Regions from separate parts of the Zea mays genome. Here all the other regions are linked to region 1. Evidence: chromatin contacts called from public Hi-C data. All regions are on one chromosome and are shown on one strand. The core of a region is the stretch at or near the end of the contact, and the rest is flanking DNA. Distances in the headings are between cores, read along the strand shown. Region 1 holds the start of LOC100193531. Region 2 holds the start of LOC118476683. Region 3 holds the start of LOC103650272.

The links. Hi-C and Micro-C count contacts between places; a contact is called where the count stands out from the background.
Region 2: a contact with region 1 is called in a Hi-C map of tassel, with 2.6 times the contacts expected there. The contact joins the promoter of LOC118476683 here to the promoter of LOC100193531 in region 1. A contact is called at or near these places in 4 of 25 Hi-C or Micro-C datasets (ear, endosperm, leaf and 1 more).
Region 3: a Hi-C map of ear shows a contact between it and region 1, with 2.1 times the contacts expected there. The contact joins the promoter of LOC103650272 here to the promoter of LOC100193531 in region 1. A contact is called at or near these places in 2 of 25 Hi-C or Micro-C datasets (ear and endosperm).

What each region holds. Positions count from the first base shown.
Region 1 is chr3:110,903,075-110,906,179 of Zm-B73-REFERENCE-NAM-5.0, reverse strand. It overlaps LOC100193531, which reads left to right and starts at 1,342. Exons shown (of 6, transcript NM_001366963.1): 1 at 1,342-1,809. The coding sequence starts at 1,735.
Region 2 is chr3:111,427,027-111,430,129 of Zm-B73-REFERENCE-NAM-5.0, reverse strand. LOC118476683 reads left to right here and starts at 1,706. Exons shown (of 2, transcript NM_001399071.1): 1 at 1,706-1,921; 2 at 1,991-2,937. The coding sequence starts at 1,831. The coding sequence ends at 2,169. LOC103652044 reads left to right here. Exons shown (of 8, transcript XM_035966576.1): 6 at 1-266; 7 at 358-839; 8 at 998-1,256. The coding sequence ends at 429.
Region 3 is chr3:111,599,147-111,602,251 of Zm-B73-REFERENCE-NAM-5.0, reverse strand. LOC103650272 reads right to left here and starts at 1,289. Exons shown (of 4, transcript XM_008675882.3): 1 at 448-1,289. The coding sequence starts at 867.

The DNA of each region.
Region 1 (3,105 bases), core at 93-2,592:
TCACGTTCGCGAGATCAGGGACGGTGAGGGAGGAGGTAATGGACTATAAATAGCTAAATAAGTTATGTCTAACGGGCTGGCCTAAGGTACGATCCATTTAATAGTGCCACGACCTGGCCCGATATGATTTAAAGTGGCTTGTGCCATGCCTGGACCGTCTTCTCTCAGCCCGCAGTGTCAACTCAGTCTGTCACGATTTATTTAATTTTAAAATTATTAGTATATACATTTATAATACCTAGGAGAAGGTGGTTTGTTATAAGAGGTGGTAGTTTGTTCCTTGTGACCTAGGTTCAAACCCTAGCGAGCACATAATTTTTTGGATTTTTCACGGGTGCGTGCGGGGAGATTGTTTTTCGTAGGCGGGAAGCGAACAAGCGCGTGTTTGGTGGAAAATGACACATAAAGAAACCCCCATATAACTACACATAACGACACACGTCGACGGTAGATTGTGGGTTAGATAAAAATGAGTAGAAGTACTTTTTTGCAAATGACATGGCGGTGGAAACAAAAAAACTGATGCTTCATAGGGATATAAGTATGTTAATTTAAAAAAAATCTTTATATGACATTGTAATTTTGTTCAATACCTTATTTATTATCACAAATGTCTTAAAATAATTATTTAAGATATTTGTGATGGCAAATAAGGCACTGAACAAAATTTCAGTCTAGAAAATTGCCCCTCAACTTTACTACATAACCAAAAGGAACCAATCATGATTAAAAGAACAGCTCCAAGAGAGTGCCGAGATTTGACTGGAGGTCATGTTCAATTGACTTGTCATGATTTATTTACTGTAAAGTGGAAAGACCTCTCTTTTTACGAAACTTTGCTGTCAACGCAACCGTCAAGAATCAAGAAACCGGTATGCTGGCCTCCAGCAGACTGTAGCAGTGGAAATTTAGTGACTGTGTATAAACAATTCAGAGACTGAATGCGTATGCAGATCTTTTTGCAGGTGGACAATTTATGAGAGGAGAGCAGAGTACGGATCATTTAAACTCAAAATAAGTAAGCACACGTCTCGAAAATAATATTGAATATTTATATCTTCAAATAAATTTATTATAGAAGTATATTGTATAATCAATCTAATAATATTTGTTATGTATCATAAATAATAGTATTTTTTATAAGTTTAGCGTTTTGACCTCGAAGATATGCATTTATTTTGGTAGTTAGAGAGTACATGTTTGCAAGATAGACAGATATATGCAAGGTAGGAGTGTATCTTCCACCCACTCATTGTAGCAATCATGGCATTTCCCCTCTCTCTCTCTCTACCCAGCATATTGCTGCTCCCACACACACACACAAGGCCACCACAACAAATAAAAGCACTGCTGCTTGCCAGTATTGCTTTGCTTTGCCTTGCTTGCCCCCACACGCCCTCTCTCTCCTCTCTCTCTCTCAAACCGAAAAGAAAAGAGGAAAGTGGGATAGCTCAATCTCTTCTTCCTTCGTCATTCCTCTCCCGTAGGTTCTCTCTCCCTCCCTCCCTCCCTCCCTCCCTCAGCACACATAAACTCGAGATACACATATATATCAGTAGGAGAGGATGGATGTGCAAACCTAGCCTGCTGCCTTTGTAGCTGCAAATTAAATTGAGCTGTACCTGTTGGTCTTCCTCCTCGCTCTTCTTGGTTCTCGCTGGTTGCCGGGAGCTGGGATCGAAAGTACTGCTGTTGTTCGCACGGCGAGGCGGCGGCGGAGACCGGTCAGAAGGAATGTCTTCGGCCCAAATCGCGCCGGCAGATCATGTGTGCTATGTGCACTGCAGCTTCTGCAACACAGTTCTCGCGGTATGTAAGCTGATCTATCTGTATGTATCTCTATGTTGCCTGCTGCGGATCGATGATCTCTCTCTGTACCACTTTCTCTCTCTCTCTCCCTCTGTATCTGATGATCAGTGATTGCCTGCGTGAGAACCACCCTAGCTCATCATCAGTTCATCACCACACAATTGGCATGTTCCACCTTCATGATCTACTTGCTACACTCTTCCAATTGCTTTTCTTGCTAGCTGCTCTTGTTGAGGCTTGAGAGTCGTCGACCTTTATTTCTCCGAATTATACCAAAAAGAGCAGCCAATTGGCTTTCTTCACGATTTTCCCTCTTACATCTGCTCCTTCAGTTTCTTCAAATTTAGTTCATGTTTTTCTATTTGGATCTCCCACTTTATCTGTTCTTCGATTTCTTTGTTCCTTCAGAAAGAAAGTTTTCTATCGTTTGAGGCCAGGTGCATCGATCGATCGGTCAATTTGCTGGATGTCGTTCGATTTGAATATGTACTTCTGAAAGTTCTCAAGATTTGTTTATTGGTTGCTCTCTGTACTGTACTTCTGTATATGATATTTTTTGGGGCGGATACGACAAAATTCCTGCATTGTCCTCGTGTGTTGCACCCACTTGATCGAATCCCTTGTTTTTAATAACCTCAAACTGGTGGGAAACAGTACGCATGTGCCTGAATTTTACTTGACTGTGCCCTATCATCCGTAAGGGCTAGTTTAGACTCTCAAATTCCCGCCAATATTGATCGAAGAGGATTGAGGGAGAAAACTAGCCAAGGGCCAGTTTGGTGGCAAGGGAATTGGAAGTGATTAAGGGTTGATTTGGTGCCAAGGATCACGGGAGATTAGTGCGGATTGACAGGGAAATTAGTTCATTTTTACCTCCAATCCTTCGTGATCTCCTTGTTACCAAATTAACTTTAAGAGATAGTTTGGAAACTCAAATCCCCTTTGGGATAGAAAGGGATTGGAGAGGAAATTAGTTTATTTCCACCTGAATCCCCTCCGATCCCAAAGGAGGTTTGAGGTTCCCAAAGTAGCCTTAAGTGTACTAAAATCTCCTCCCAATTCAAAATTAAATAGGAATGAAGGGGGATTTTAGCCTCCTCAATCCCCTTCAATTCTCTTCCTCCCAAATTAGCCCTAAAGGAGTTTTATCCTCTGCTACTTGTTGGGGATAATTGCAGGCACCTGCATATACCAAGAGGTTTAAAAAAACATTTAGTTTCGTTTAGGTCCAGTTCTCAATTTGAGTTTACCGAGAGGTCTTCAAGTTTTTCATGAAAATTCATATATGTTTACGAG
Region 2 (3,103 bases), core at 457-2,956, 520 kb before region 1:
CAGCAGCCCTAGCCGCTATTGTGTGTCTGAAATTTACCCTTGCAGTTGCCATCAATATGTCAGCCTACTCAGTCACAAATAGAGTCTTCTCTATTCTGTCTATTTTAACAAATCATGGAAGACAATCCTTCATACCATCTAACATGCCTAGCCATCCTCAACAAGAGTTGCATACACAAGATGAAATACCTAGCCTTCCGACCACACAAGACTCTCCAGCAACATCAATGGCAAAACTATCTACCTGTAGCAACGAAAAAAACGAGGTACGAAACTTCTTATTTTTCTTGCCATGTACAGCCTATTATAAACATATCATTCCTTCATGCATACAACTTAATGAAGTCTATTCAACAGGCACGACGCGTTCTAATATATTCAGATATGCCGCATGACACAGAGGTACCTTTAGTACTGCTAAATACTTAATTTCCATGCACTCACAAAGGTACATATCTATTGCATTTTAATACCAGATATAAATTGATACAAACAATACCCACAGAATAAATAAACTAAGACAAAATGAACTTCCACTTTGTCATAGCAAACTACATTCATATATTTTATGCACTTAATCACATGGTGATGACCAGCACATAAGTGAAGTCAACAACCAAGAGTTATCGTCACCACCGAAAAGGTATGTATTACAAAGATAGTTGAACATAATAGCAGTACCAACGACGACCTTCTTTTAAATGATACATCTTATTTTCCACGCTAATACAACATTCATAATATTATACAGGATAAAACATAGCCACACTAACAAAGGCGCACCAGATCTTACAGACCCAAAAAAGAAAAGCTCCTAGATCATCATCAAGTTCATGGAGGTATAACACCATGTGCAAACCTTATTCATACACCACAAATATACTTATACACAGTCAACATAATGTATTCCACTCACCCTTTTACACAGCAACATTAGCAAACTATTCGGAAAAAAACTTCCAACAACTCTAATATTTTTTCCCTCCTTCCTACACAGGTATTTGCTTTTGCGCACCTATCAAGAGCAACCATCACTTTTGGACCATGAATGCTTCCCTGTACATATGAACCTACTGGTAGACTATTTATGGATCTGTACATATTGACTTAACACCTGCAAGCACACTATTGCTAAGTGTTGATGTATGGTGGTTGAATACTACTTAGTATGTATTGTACTCTAAATGCACTCTACAACTGGTATCAACTATTAAGGATGAACAACGTTATCTATTTATATTTTAGTTCCTTGCCTACGTATTATATAGTCATATCATGTTTAAATTTATTTTATGTACCTGGTTGCTCACACCAAACACTTAACCCATATGTGGTCACACGCGCATGGGCGCGCGGTAAACACTAGTTTCTTTATTATTAAAGCTGGACGGAAACGGTGCCTATAAGGCTATCCACGTCAGCCCAAATATTTCCAGGCCTTAGATTTCCAATCAACGACCACGATACAATCTTGTGTCCATGTAATTTCATTCATCACTACGCTCCTTCGTTCTCTACGTCTCGATCCTTCCGGTCGATACTTTTCAGCTCCATGCGACACGATGCTTCTAGACTAAAATCGGTTGTTTCCTCCACACGATCGACGGTCACGATTTGGCATCGGTGGACCACCCGACTCTTCTAGACGAATGCGAACGAACGAGTAAAAAACAATCTGAGGTCCCAGTCAAGCTGACGAGTCCTGCAGCCCCACAACACAAGCTGAGAGAGGCCACCGCTCTGGTAGACGAGATCAGGACGCCGGAGAAGCCTGCAAAGGAGCCAGCACCGGCCGCGAAGCAGATCACGGCGCCGGATAAGCCAGAGGAGATGCTGAGAGCTCAGCATATGCTGACCACTCTGGTGGACGAGGTCCGGCCACTGGAGAAGCCAGAGGAGACGCCGAAGAACACCTCCGCAGGTCAGCCTGCCCTGTTGCGGTATCGCCCTGTCAGTCTTCGTCCTCCCTTGACTGACCGTCGCCGCTCAGGATGTTCAACTCCATCCTACCCCGCCAAGAATGTTGATGCCGAGCGCTCCGCCTGTTCCGCTCCCGCGCCGCCAACGAGCACCGCCGAGCTCCTCCCTGGCGCCACGTCCCGACAGACATCGGCGCCGAGCGGCTGGCTCCACCGTGCCGAGGTGCTCCCCCATGCCCCTACCCCCTAGGCCAAGCGGTTGAGCTCCGCCTCGCTCCTAGCGTTCGTATCTAGACCGTGTGGACTCTTCTGTCCTAATCTACTAACGATATTTTTACAAAACATTCTTTGCTTCTCTACGCATTCGGGCCTGTCATCTACAGATAGTAGCATCTTCCTATAGTAATATTTAATCATAAAAAATAATTAATGAACTCTTCAGCATTGTGGTTTAGGTCAATATATCAAACAAGATAAATCCTATATAATAGCATCACGTTCCATCACCATATTAAACTAACAATTTTATTTTTTTATCATCATGTGACATTACCCAGTTGACCAAATAGGTCTGTCGGAAAGAGGAGCATTTGCTGCTTCTTGGCTTGCAAAAGGCATCCTGACCTACATCCACCCAGCATAAAAACGTGTATTGGTCATATCATCGAGCAAATAGGTGATACGATGCTTTATGTCTTATTCTTACATGCATCTGAGTCTTATGGTTTCTTCAGTTTTCTTCTTTCTTTATTTCTTAATGTTTTTTTGTGAAGTTACGTCCAAAAATTGACAGAAGGAATAGCTCATACACACTTGATAATACACTTTCTTCTTTTTATCAGCATACTTTTCAGTCCATTCTAAGTTCTAACGTTGTCACTTTCCAAATTCTGTTGTCACTTATAAAACTTGCACGTTGATATTTGATTTAGTATCAGTACAATTTATATGGAGGCATATATTTAGATGAAACTTGATATTTGATTTTGTATCGGTACAATTTATATGGAGGCATATGTTTAGATGAAACTTGCTGAAGCATTGTTCAATATTCATCACAACTTCAGGAATAATAACAACGACACCATGTGGACCATTACTTCGATTTTGGCAAATCTGGTTTCAAAACATTCGAGCTAAACAACACTAAGGACAATAGTTCATACAACCTCATGAAAGAATAA
Region 3 (3,105 bases), core at 40-2,539, 700 kb before region 1:
GGATCTAAAGTGATAGGCTTTATAGCACAGAATATATCTATGTACAAAGAATAATTCAACCCAGATGCCTTCCTCTATTAAAGCATCATTTTGATGCCTTCTAAGTATTTTCCCCAGTAAAGATAAGACATATTGGAATTTCAATAATTCATCACTTTCTACTATGGTACCAACAAATAATCAATGAGGCATGACCCTTTCCAAGCAAAAAGTCAAAGCTTTCGCCATCAATATGATGGATATCAAATGCTTAAAAAATCCAAAAAGGAATTACTATAATACAGATGGCAGAATTAATCCAGTGTTAACAGCCAATCCAAACATTTAATCCATCGAGGGATCACATGCAAAAAAAAAAGTTTCGTTTTGTCGCACACACGAACAAACGCACAATAGATTTGATCCAGCTCAGGCGAGACGAAGGCGGGAGAAGGAAGAGATGCTCACGCTGACAACGGAGAAGGTGACGTCCCAGGGGTGGAACGCAGCGGGCTCACGGTGCGACGTCGCCGTGAGCGCCGCATCCCTCTCGAACTCCTCGTCCCAGGCCACCGCCGACACCGCTAGAGCAGGGGCGGCGGCGGCGCCATCCTCGAGAGCGGCCGCGGCGACGGCCGGCAGCGCCTCCTTCCGCGTCTGGTTCCTGGGAGGCCGCTGCGCGCGCCGCAGCGAGGAGAGCGGCGACATCTTCGGGCCCTTCCAGCTCACCTCCACAAACGCCTTCGCCTCGGCCTCGGGGCCGGGGGACCCGTCAGGCGAGAGGGGCGCAGGAGGCGGGGGCAGGCCCTCCGCCCGCCGCACCACCAGGCGGACGCGGATATTCCGCGCCGGCGGCGGCCGAGGCCACCGCATCATCCGCGCCACCATCACCGCACCGGAGGTCAAACAGGCCCCCTGCTCCTCCGTACTCCGGCAAAAAAAAAAGTCAAAGGCTCCCGGCGACCACACCACCACCAACCTCCGAGCGGAAATCCAAACTCCAACCCAATTGCCCCCGAGAATCCCAGCTCGGCTGCAAGAGCACCACGGGAGACTCGATCCCCGCGCCCGAACCGGCCCAGCGACACACGAATTGAGAGGAGAGGACGGCGCAGGATTGGATTTTGGCGGCGGGATCGGGATTAGGGGCCCGGATTTATGTCGGGGCGGGGCGGGGCGGGATTTGAGGAAGCAGTTGGAGATTGGGACGGGAATATACGAGGAGAAAAATGCACGCGCGGAACGGAACGAGCGACGAGGAGGGAGAGTGAGGGAGAGAGGAAATAAATAGCGAGGAAAAGGTTTTACCAGTTCATTAATTAATTTTGTTTCTTTTGTAATTTTCTGGGGTTGGGAGATATCGCAGATGTGGGCCCACTGGCCGGCCTCGCCCCTGCTGTCGTGTCAATCTCGCTTTTTGCTTTTCGTTTATTATACTTTATTTATTTTGACTTTTTTAGGTTTTATCTGGAATCGGTTTCAATCTATATCTTGTGCAACCGTACAACTATATCAAGATATAAAGATAGAGATAAGTGTATCTTTTTTTTAAAAAAAAAAGATATTCTTTTAAAAACAAGGTTCCCAACTCCCTCTGCACGTTTTTTTTATTTTTTAAATGTTTTATCAACTTGATCCTTGTGATATAATTATACAGTTACATCAATATTCATGATTATACACGATATGTCCCCTACTATTTTTGTAGTTAATTCCGTTAATCTTGTGGGTGTTTTGTCTACTTTTAATCTTGTTGTATAATTCACGTTCCTTGGATCATTATTGGAGGATGTGTGTACAAGTCATACATACATGACATCATTTGGATTGGTTGGGTTAGTATACATGACATCATTTGGATTGGTTGGGTTGGGTAGGCTATGACCGGTTCAGGTAATGAAAAGGTAACACATCTTGGAATAAGATCGAAAGCATTTTGCTGATGTCACTTTATTCTTGGGTATTGGGTATTGTTTGCAGGGATATACTAGCATGCATTATTACACGCGCCTTAACGCTCATGGATAAAAGAAAAACCATGGAACACAATAGTATTCTTGACATTACCATGATTTGACGGTGAGTGGGGTGGAACACTCGGACCTCCATTTTCACTTTATCCGGTGCAATTTGGATGTTACGAAAAGACATTAAAAATCATAAATGATCCATCAGATTGCTTTGAATATCTAATAAATATACTAGCCAGTTGGTGGCGGTGTTTTAATACGGTTTTATATATCATATAAATAGATATTTAAATATAATATTGTTTATTTCTAAACACTAATGTATGTGTGATTTTGATGGTTAGCCCTAAATTTCTAGAGAAGGGACGTGGATTCGAGTGCTCGCTCGTGTGGTAGCTGCGCGGGCGGGGTCGGGTGCTGGGTAGACGCAGTAGCTGGCTGCGCGGGCGGGGTTAGATGGTTGGTAGGCGTAGTAGCTGATAGAGCGTTGCGCGGGCGCTGGGCGTGAGACCAGGTGCCCATATTTGGTTCTTAATAGAGTAGTATAGATACTAAGTATACTCGTATGTGCTAGCTACGTTTTCTAGGAGGGGAGGAGGGACCAGCGGCGTATGTGCTAGCTACGTTTTCTAGGAGGGGAGGAGGAGGGGCCAGCGACGACGTGAGTGAGGGAAAGGGGAGAGCAGTGAGGTTACTGTGAGGGGTGAGGGAGTAAAAATAATCTAAATAACATTGATCATTGAATTAGAGTAAGAGAGAAGAGTTATCCAGCAATCTGAATCGTTGTTTTTGAGAGTGTGTTATGTCCAAGCACAAATCATTTGTTGGATTTAGGGAAGACTATGGGTGTGGGGTAATTTAGTTGGGTGTGTTTTGCAAAGTTAAAATTGGTGAATTTATATAGGGTTAAGATGTAGAATCTGACAAAATCCGCTTAGGGCTTGTCTGATAGAAGGGGAATAGAGGGGATTGGAGGGGATAAAATCTCCATACTATGCAAAATTGAATAGCAAGGGACATTAGCCTCTCCAATCCCTTCATTCCCCTTGCTTCCAAACAAACATGCCTTAAGGTGTGTTTGGCTAGTCTCAAATGAATAGTCTATAGGGATATTTGGTTTGAAGAATCAACCCATTCTAGATGAGGTGCTACATCA